Linked DNA regions of Rattus norvegicus: region 2 is linked to region 1. Evidence: chromatin contacts called from public Hi-C data. All regions are on one chromosome and are shown on one strand. The core of a region is the stretch at or near the end of the contact, and the rest is flanking DNA. Distances in the headings are between cores, read along the strand shown.

Region 1 (3,695 bases), core at 627-3,126:
AAAAAAAACCTCACTATGGTAGCCCAAGCTGCCTCACACTCACAGCAGCCATCGTACCTCAGTCTCCCAGGTACTGGGACACAGGCCTGTTCGACCTTGCCCAAGTGGCTGGTCACATAGCCTGGAAGAAAATGATTGTCTTAGCAAGGTCGGGTAGTAGATACCTGGGACCCTAGTACTTGGGAAGCTGAGGCTGGAGGATCATGAGTTCAAGGCTGCTCTGTGCTACACCACAAGGTCCTCTCAAAATCAAAACAAGAAAGAAAATGATTGCTCTATCAGGCTTTCTCCCCACCCCAATATGTTCTGGTACTTTAAAATGACATCGTGTGACCTCTCAATTAATTAACATAAATTATATTCTTCACATATTTTAATAGTGAGTGTTACAAAAAGTTTTAAAATATCTTTTGGGGCTGGGGATTTAGCTCAGTGGTAGAGCGCTTGCCTAGGAAGCTCAAGGCCCTGGGTTCAGTCCCCAGCTCCGAAAAAAAGAACCAAAAAAAAAAAATCTTCTGTTTAATTTAGGGTCCCCTTATATTTTCATTTGATTTGCTTTTGCTCTTTTTTTTTTTTTAAGATTTATTTACTTATTCTATAAATACACTGTACCTGTCTTCAGACACCAGAAGAGGGCATCAGATCCCATTACAGATGGTTGTGAGCCACCATGTGGTTGCTGGGAATTGAACTCAGGACCTCTGGAAGAGCAGTCAGTGCTCTTAACCATTGAGCCATCTCTCCAGCCCTACTCTTAACCTTTTAATTGTGTCTTTAGAGCCAGTATTCAACACCCTTGTCAACGTAAAGCTGATGCTCAGCTTTACGCTGTTTCTAATGAAACCCAAAAATCATTCCATAGAAATTGTGTAGATTTACAAACAGTTCTTACTGTCATCATGGATCACACGGCAAAGTGTCTGCTCTGTGCCCAAGTCTTCAGTTTAAACCCTAAGCATCACTCCGGAGTTCCTGCCCCTCCAGGGGAGCCGTAAATGAGCCACCATATGTAAAATGCATGTCCGTGGGCATCAAAATGGTTTACAAAGCAAAGAGTAATCCAGAGTCCTAAATTATCTTACAGTAGCACAAAGCTACTGACCCGTGAACTTCATCAAGCTCCAGGCATAATATAAAAGGCTTTAAATGTTACCAACTGTAAAATTCAAAACTGGGCTCCAGCATATTAGAATACAGATTGCAGGAGAGCCTCTCCTCACTTTCATCATCTCAAAAAACGCCATCAAGTAATCCATTTTCACTTCTCTGTTGGACAGGGCGGGAGCCGAGGCTGGAGATGCAGCCACCAAGAGCACTTGCTGCTCTTGCAGAGGACCAGGGTCAGATCCTGACACCCACGTGATGGCTCACGATCATCCGAAATTCCGGTTTCAGGGACCTGACCTGGGACAGCAGACATGAGCACATGCATACAATCACCATTCATACACATAAAATAGAAGTCTAGAGAAAAAGAAGAAAGAAGCACGTTTTAAGCTGTAACTAGAGGTGACAGACAGCTACAAGATTGCATAAGAATTTAAGATGATTTCAATAAAGATTCTTTTTTTTTCTTTTTGTCTGTATTAAAAGACAAGAGAGAAAGTCTTGCTGTCTAGTTCTTCCCTGTCACCCACACCTCCCCGACCTCCTAGCACACTGGTAACTTCTGATACCTAAATAAAAAAATGGATCCTCTGTGACTTCAAACTGTCGTTTAGTGAATGGCGATTGTCTGTGTTCTGCGATCTTTGTCACACGTATACACAGACTATAAACATCTATGTTCTAAATGTAAGACCTCAACTATCAGAATTATTCCAATCTAGCTTGAGAAACTGCAGGCTGTAAAACAGTATGAGCTCCCCCTGCTGCTCGACTGCTAAACTTAACTAACATTTCCGGTTGCCCGGGCTGGATGCCCTGATTCCAAGGCTGGTTCGTAAACAAAGGGTAAAGAAAACAGAATTAAAATCCCATAAGGTTAATAAATCAGTGGGCAGACGAGGAAGAGGAGAAACGGGGTTGCCAAGGCATGTCATGCAGGGAACCACGCTGCGTTTGCGGGTGGTCCAGGTTAGCCCAGAATTAGGAAGTTTCCCGGGTCGGCTATGGGGGACATCGGCCTGGAGCTGTCACCTCTCCTGGCCTGAACCTGGCAGGGCGCACTGAGCAGAGGATTTGGAGAAACCGTAATGACATTGAACAGGAGGCTAGCTTAACATCTTGTCCAAGTGCCATCCCGAGCCTCCTCCGGATGGCTGCGTGGAGCGCGGTAGGCTAATGAGGGGGACCATCTGCAGCGCTTGGCTGGCAGCTGCGCCCCCTCATCCTGCACCAATGCCTCCTAAAGGGATGCTCTGCGGAGGGCTCCCAGCTCCCAACGCGGGGGAAGGCAGTGCAGCTTCACAGTCATGGCATCTGGAAACCAAGCAAATATTTAACTCTGTGTGTCTGCATTTTAGTAGGCCTCATGCCTGCAAACGCGAATGTCAGGGAGAACGTGCAAGTCTGTTTATTTGTAAGTTTCTCTTTATGTCGTCACATTCAGGGCCTTGAATAAAAATGTTTATTTCTTTTATAAAAATTTTATAGACCATCTCACATGCAGGGATTGGAATTGAGTGAACTGGTTATTTGCTGGTATCATTATGTCAAACTCACAGACTGATCTCTAAAGAGGCTTTCTTTTTTAAATCGGGAAGATATTCAGATACATTTGCTTCCTTTTAAATGTGTTCATTTGCAATGTACAGTTAATTTCTGATTGCGCGATTTCAGAAAGAAGAAATAACACTGCAATGATAAATCTTAAAATCTTTACGAGCAAATTTCAAATTATGATGGGATGCTATTTTGTAAAATTTGCTTGGCAGCATATGGGGAATTATATAAGGATTATAGTAGACATCAAAATATTTTAAAGCAACCACTAAACAGTTTTAAAGATAAATAAGTATGACACACTCCAAAACTAATGTCAAAGAGCATAAACCTTTTACGTTTGCTGAGATTCTCGATCCTTTACGGCAGTCAAAGTATCCTTCCGTTCTGTTTCGGTTATCCTGTATTATTAATACAGTCTTCTTGAAATCAATTATCTCTCTCCAAAATTACAATGATACTTCCTTTCAGGTATGATTTGAAACTCATTCAATTATATAAGCTTGATTTCCATCTTAAAAGGGGTGTGTGTGTGTGTGTGTGTGTGTGTGTTTGTGTGTGTGTAGAGAGAGAAAGAGAAAGAGAGAGAATCTTTAAAACATTGTCCTTACACATCAATGTTTAAGAGATTAAAAACAAAAGGGAAATGACAACATTTTGACCACGAACATTCGGTGGAAAGGAGGAATTTTCCATACAAACTATTCAGATTTCAGCAAGAGCTTAAAATACCTTATACAGCAGCACCATGACCATCTATTCAGCGATGAGATGGCTGTCATCAGTGAGACTTAAACATTATTTCCCAAAGTACACACATCGACCAAGCTTCGAGGTTAAGCTGCAGCAATCCCTCGGCCCCAAACCTCCGAAGCTAGACTTACCTTCCAGAAATATTACAAGAAGCACTTCCCAGCTCGGATGGTCCTTGCTCTCCATAACCAACAGAGGTCTACAAATGAAATGTCGAAAGAAAAGTCCTTCACCACCTTCAGCCTTTTTTTTTTCATAATAAATTCCGTGTATATTAT
Region 2 (3,695 bases), core at 565-3,064, 160 kb after region 1:
CAGAGCATGCGCTGGGCCCAGCGTGTGTTGAGGAAACAGTATTAACGGCTCAGACTAACAGTAGGGCCTCCTTCCCTACCCTCAAAACACCGCAGTCAATCACACGTGGGCTTCATCTGCTTCCTCATTCCCTTGGGCGGCCATCCAAGGAGCCCTACCAGGCAAGAACAGGAGAAGGAAGGTCTGAAATTAAATTCTGAACTAGAATATTCATGCAACTTCAGTTGACAGACAAATCACAGAATCCACTTGAGAGCGTCTAGATTAAATCTAGACAGATTAAATCTGCCAGGAAGGATGCTGAAAGTCTAGATTTGGAAATCACATTTCCTCTGGCGCAGATTTCGTTTTTGCATAGGTGTTTGTGGAGTCTGGCATCTGTGAGATTCCTACTCACTACAAACATGGAGCTGCCAGGAAATGGTTTGAAAAGAAGCCTGAAAACTGGTTTGGGTGGGGTGTGGTTGGTGGTGAGGAGAGAGAAGGGGGGGGGAAGGAGGACGGGGAGGAGGAAGAGAGAGATGGGGAGGCGAGAGGAGAGAGAGGGAGAGGAGAGAAAGAGAGGAGGGAGAGAGAGTGGGAAGGGAAGAGGGTAGGAAGAGAGGAGGGAGAGAGGGGGGAGGGAAGAGGAGAGGAAGGGAGGAGGAGGAGGGAAGAGGGGAGAGAGGATGGGGAGGGAAGAGGAGAGGAAGGGAGGAGGAGGAGGGAAGAGGGGAGAGAGGATGGGGAGAGAAGAGGGGGAGAGAGGAAAGGGAGTGGAAGGAGAGGAGAGGGGAGAGGAGAGGGAGAGATGAGAGGGAGGGAGGAGGGGGAGAGGGAGAGAAAAGGAGGGAGAGGAAAGAGGAAGACAGAGAGAGGAAAAAGGAGAGGGAGAGGGGGAGTTATAGATGTTCAGGTAAGAGAAAGATCCAAGAGCCTGTTATGCCAAGAGTTGCCATGGGTCAAAAGGAAAAAAGTCCTTCGAATTTAACTGTGTGTAGATCCCAGATTATCTTGAAGGAGACAATTCTGGGGAGTGTGCAGGAGGTGAGCAAGTTGAAACAGTGAATATAGAGAATCATCCACAAACACCAATGACCAGGGGAGGAGAGAAGGCTCAGACGGAAGGAATGTGGCATTTTTTAGTCTAGGAAGGAAGGAAGGAACTGGTAGAGAGGCAAAATTGAAGATACAGGGATTGAGAAAGAGCAGCCTAGAGACGGGATGGTGATAAAAAGGAACAGATAGGTAGTGGCTGACAGCGGGCACAGGATGCAAGGCACAATGACTCTGTGGAGTGGGTCTCAGAGGGTAAAGGACTGAGAAACAATGTCATGGCAGTGTGTATAGAGAGGAGCTGGCCCTGTCTGCACTCATCGCGGCTGCAGAGGAAGCACGGTTTTTGTGGGGAGACTGAGATTTTTCTGGCTAGAAAGTGAAGAATTAGAGGTGTCATGGGACTCGGTGATGAGATGGGATCCATGAGGAACTGTTTTGGATGAAGCATGTGTGTGTGTGTGTGTGTGTGTGTGTGTGTGTGTGTGTGTGTGTGTAAGAAGCTGACACGACAGTTCCACGGTTTGGTTAAGGGGAAGGTATTTATTATGCGTAAGAGAGAGAAAGTATCCAGAAGCATTTGGAAGAGTCCAGAGCAGAGAGAAAGAGAAGCAGATTGGACATGGTTAGGGCTGTCTTCGAGAGGAAGGTGAATAGCGAGCGAAGAGAGAATAGTGAAAGGGAGAGGGTTAGTGAGAAAGCAGAGCCATAGAGAGAGTGAGGGAGGAGGAGCCAGAGGGGAGGAGGGGCAGGAGGGAGCCAGAGGGGAGGAGCCAGAGGGGGCAGAGGGGAGGAGCCAGAGGGGCAGAGGGGAGGAGCCAGAGGGGGTGGGGAGAATAGCAGGACCTGGGGCATGGGGGACAGGGGTTATATAGAGAGTATCATCTAAGTTGAGAAAGTCCAGGATAGGAGCTTTTTTTTTTTTTCTGTACTGAAAGTACTTGTGAATAGGGACTGAGGGAGCCTGGCGTGGGTTTTGATACACAGCCACAGGTCCAAGTCAATAGAACCATGTGTCCCTTCTGCCAGAGGTAAGGGAAATGATTCCTTTTGGTAGAGGGGAACCAGTTCCACAAGTTCCTGAGGAATGCTGACTTTTATCTAACCGCCAGAAATCCTCCTATAGTTCAGGGTGAGCTGGACCTAGACTGAATTTCGGACAGAGTCAGTGGGCCTGCCCTTTTCTTGGGGTGGGTGTGTGGGTGGGAAGTGATAGGGTGATTTTTTTTTTCTCTTCTTTATAAACTCAACCAATGTGACATACTGGTCACTAAAATGTATGGGGATTTCTTTTTCCAACAATCGTTCTCCAGGGGTACAGCGTTGCGTCTTACAATTTAGCTTAGTTCTAACGTTGTTTACTGGAGGCAGCGTCAGAACTGACAAATTCCGGAGTGTCCCACAGGAGTCCTCCATTTCAGACCAATTGCAGATAGCAGGTTGTTGCCTAGGATCCTGACTGACTATCCCGGATCCGGGGTTCCCATGGCTCCTCCCCAGTATCCGTTAGTTTGCTAGAGCAACCCAGACAATAGGAAAACCTTCCATTTACTTCCACTCATTACAAAGGATGCAGATGATCAGCCAGATGGATGCAAAAGCTGGGGTGTGGGGGAGCGGCAGGGGTGGGGGTGGGAGAGTAAGCCACCCTCTGGGAACCCACATGTTCAGCCATGTGGAGACCGACCCCCAAGTTCTGTCCTGTGGGCTTTTATGGAGGTGGTATTACATACATAAACACGATCGAGTACATCACTGATCATTGGCAACCAATCCAATCTTCCACTTCCCTCCTTTACTAGAGGCTGGGGGTTGGTGACTTGGGTTTTCATTATCATTGACTGCAGCTAGAGACTCACCTGTGCACAGGTCTGTGAAGGCTTTTCCAAAGAGGAAGACCCAGTCTCAAGTCCATGACATCATCCCCTGTCCCAGCCTGAATAAAAAGAGAAAACAGAAGAAGCAAGCAGAGTACCAGTATGCATCTTGCTTTGCTTCAGAAGGGGCTGACCCATACAATGTGACCATGCAATGTGACTATCCATCTCACTCTCTTGCTGGCCTGCCTTGTGGGCTGTGACGGACCGAATGTCCTCAAAATGACCACAAAGTAAACCCTTCCTTCCTTAAGTTATTTTGGTTCCAACAACGAGAAAGCTAGGGTGCGGCTGGATTTTGGTGATCGGTTTCTATCCTGAAGCTGGTTAGGGGCCTCCGGCACCCAGTGGTTTCATTAGTAGAAGACATTCAGCACTCTGGGGCCTTCATGGGCTTTGGAGTTGTCTGCCAGGAACCAAAATTGGAAGCCAATTAATCTGTTATATTTATTGTTCCTTGATGGTGCTAGGGATTGAATCAAGTGTTTTGTGCATGCTAGGCAAGCCCTCTGTCACTGAACTACACCCACTCTTCTCTGTTAAATAGCTATGGATCTTCATCCCCTTCCTCCTCTTCCTCCCCCTCCTCCTCCTCTTCCCCTCCTATTCCTCCTTTCCCTCCCCTCCCCCTCCCCCTGCTCCTCCCCTCTTCCTCCCCCTCCTCCCCCTCCTCCTCCCCCTCCTCCTCTCCCCTCCTCCTCCCCCCCTCCTCCTCCTCTTTCTGAGACTCGGTCTCACTATGCAGCTCTGTCTGTCCTGAACTCACACTATATTGACCAGGTT

The links. A called contact is a pair of places that touch in the nucleus more often than the background predicts.
Region 2: a contact with region 1 is called in a Hi-C map of liver, with 7 times the contacts expected there. The contact joins two enhancer-like sites. A contact is called at or near these places in 10 of 12 Hi-C or Micro-C datasets (the A7r5 cell line, Schwann cells, frontal cortex and 5 more) and 1 of 1 datasets of contacts at active chromatin or transcription factors (oligodendrocytes).

The regions. Positions count from the first base shown.
Region 1 is chr3:80,937,090-80,940,784 of GRCr8, forward strand. No RefSeq gene overlaps it. Among named protein-coding and RNA genes, the nearest start is that of Hnrnpa3, 47 kb to the right of the region's middle. Within about 2 kb of position 1,877, at least 15 of the 93 cell types and tissues checked have an H3K27ac peak or open chromatin away from gene starts, as enhancers often do. A contact at or near this core is called in liver, where this site is marked.
Region 2 is chr3:81,098,172-81,101,866 of GRCr8, forward strand. No RefSeq gene overlaps it. Among named protein-coding and RNA genes, the nearest start is that of Agps, 55 kb to the right of the region's middle. Within about 2 kb of position 1,815, at least 10 of the 93 cell types and tissues checked have an H3K27ac peak or open chromatin away from gene starts, as enhancers often do. A contact at or near this core is called in liver, where this site is marked.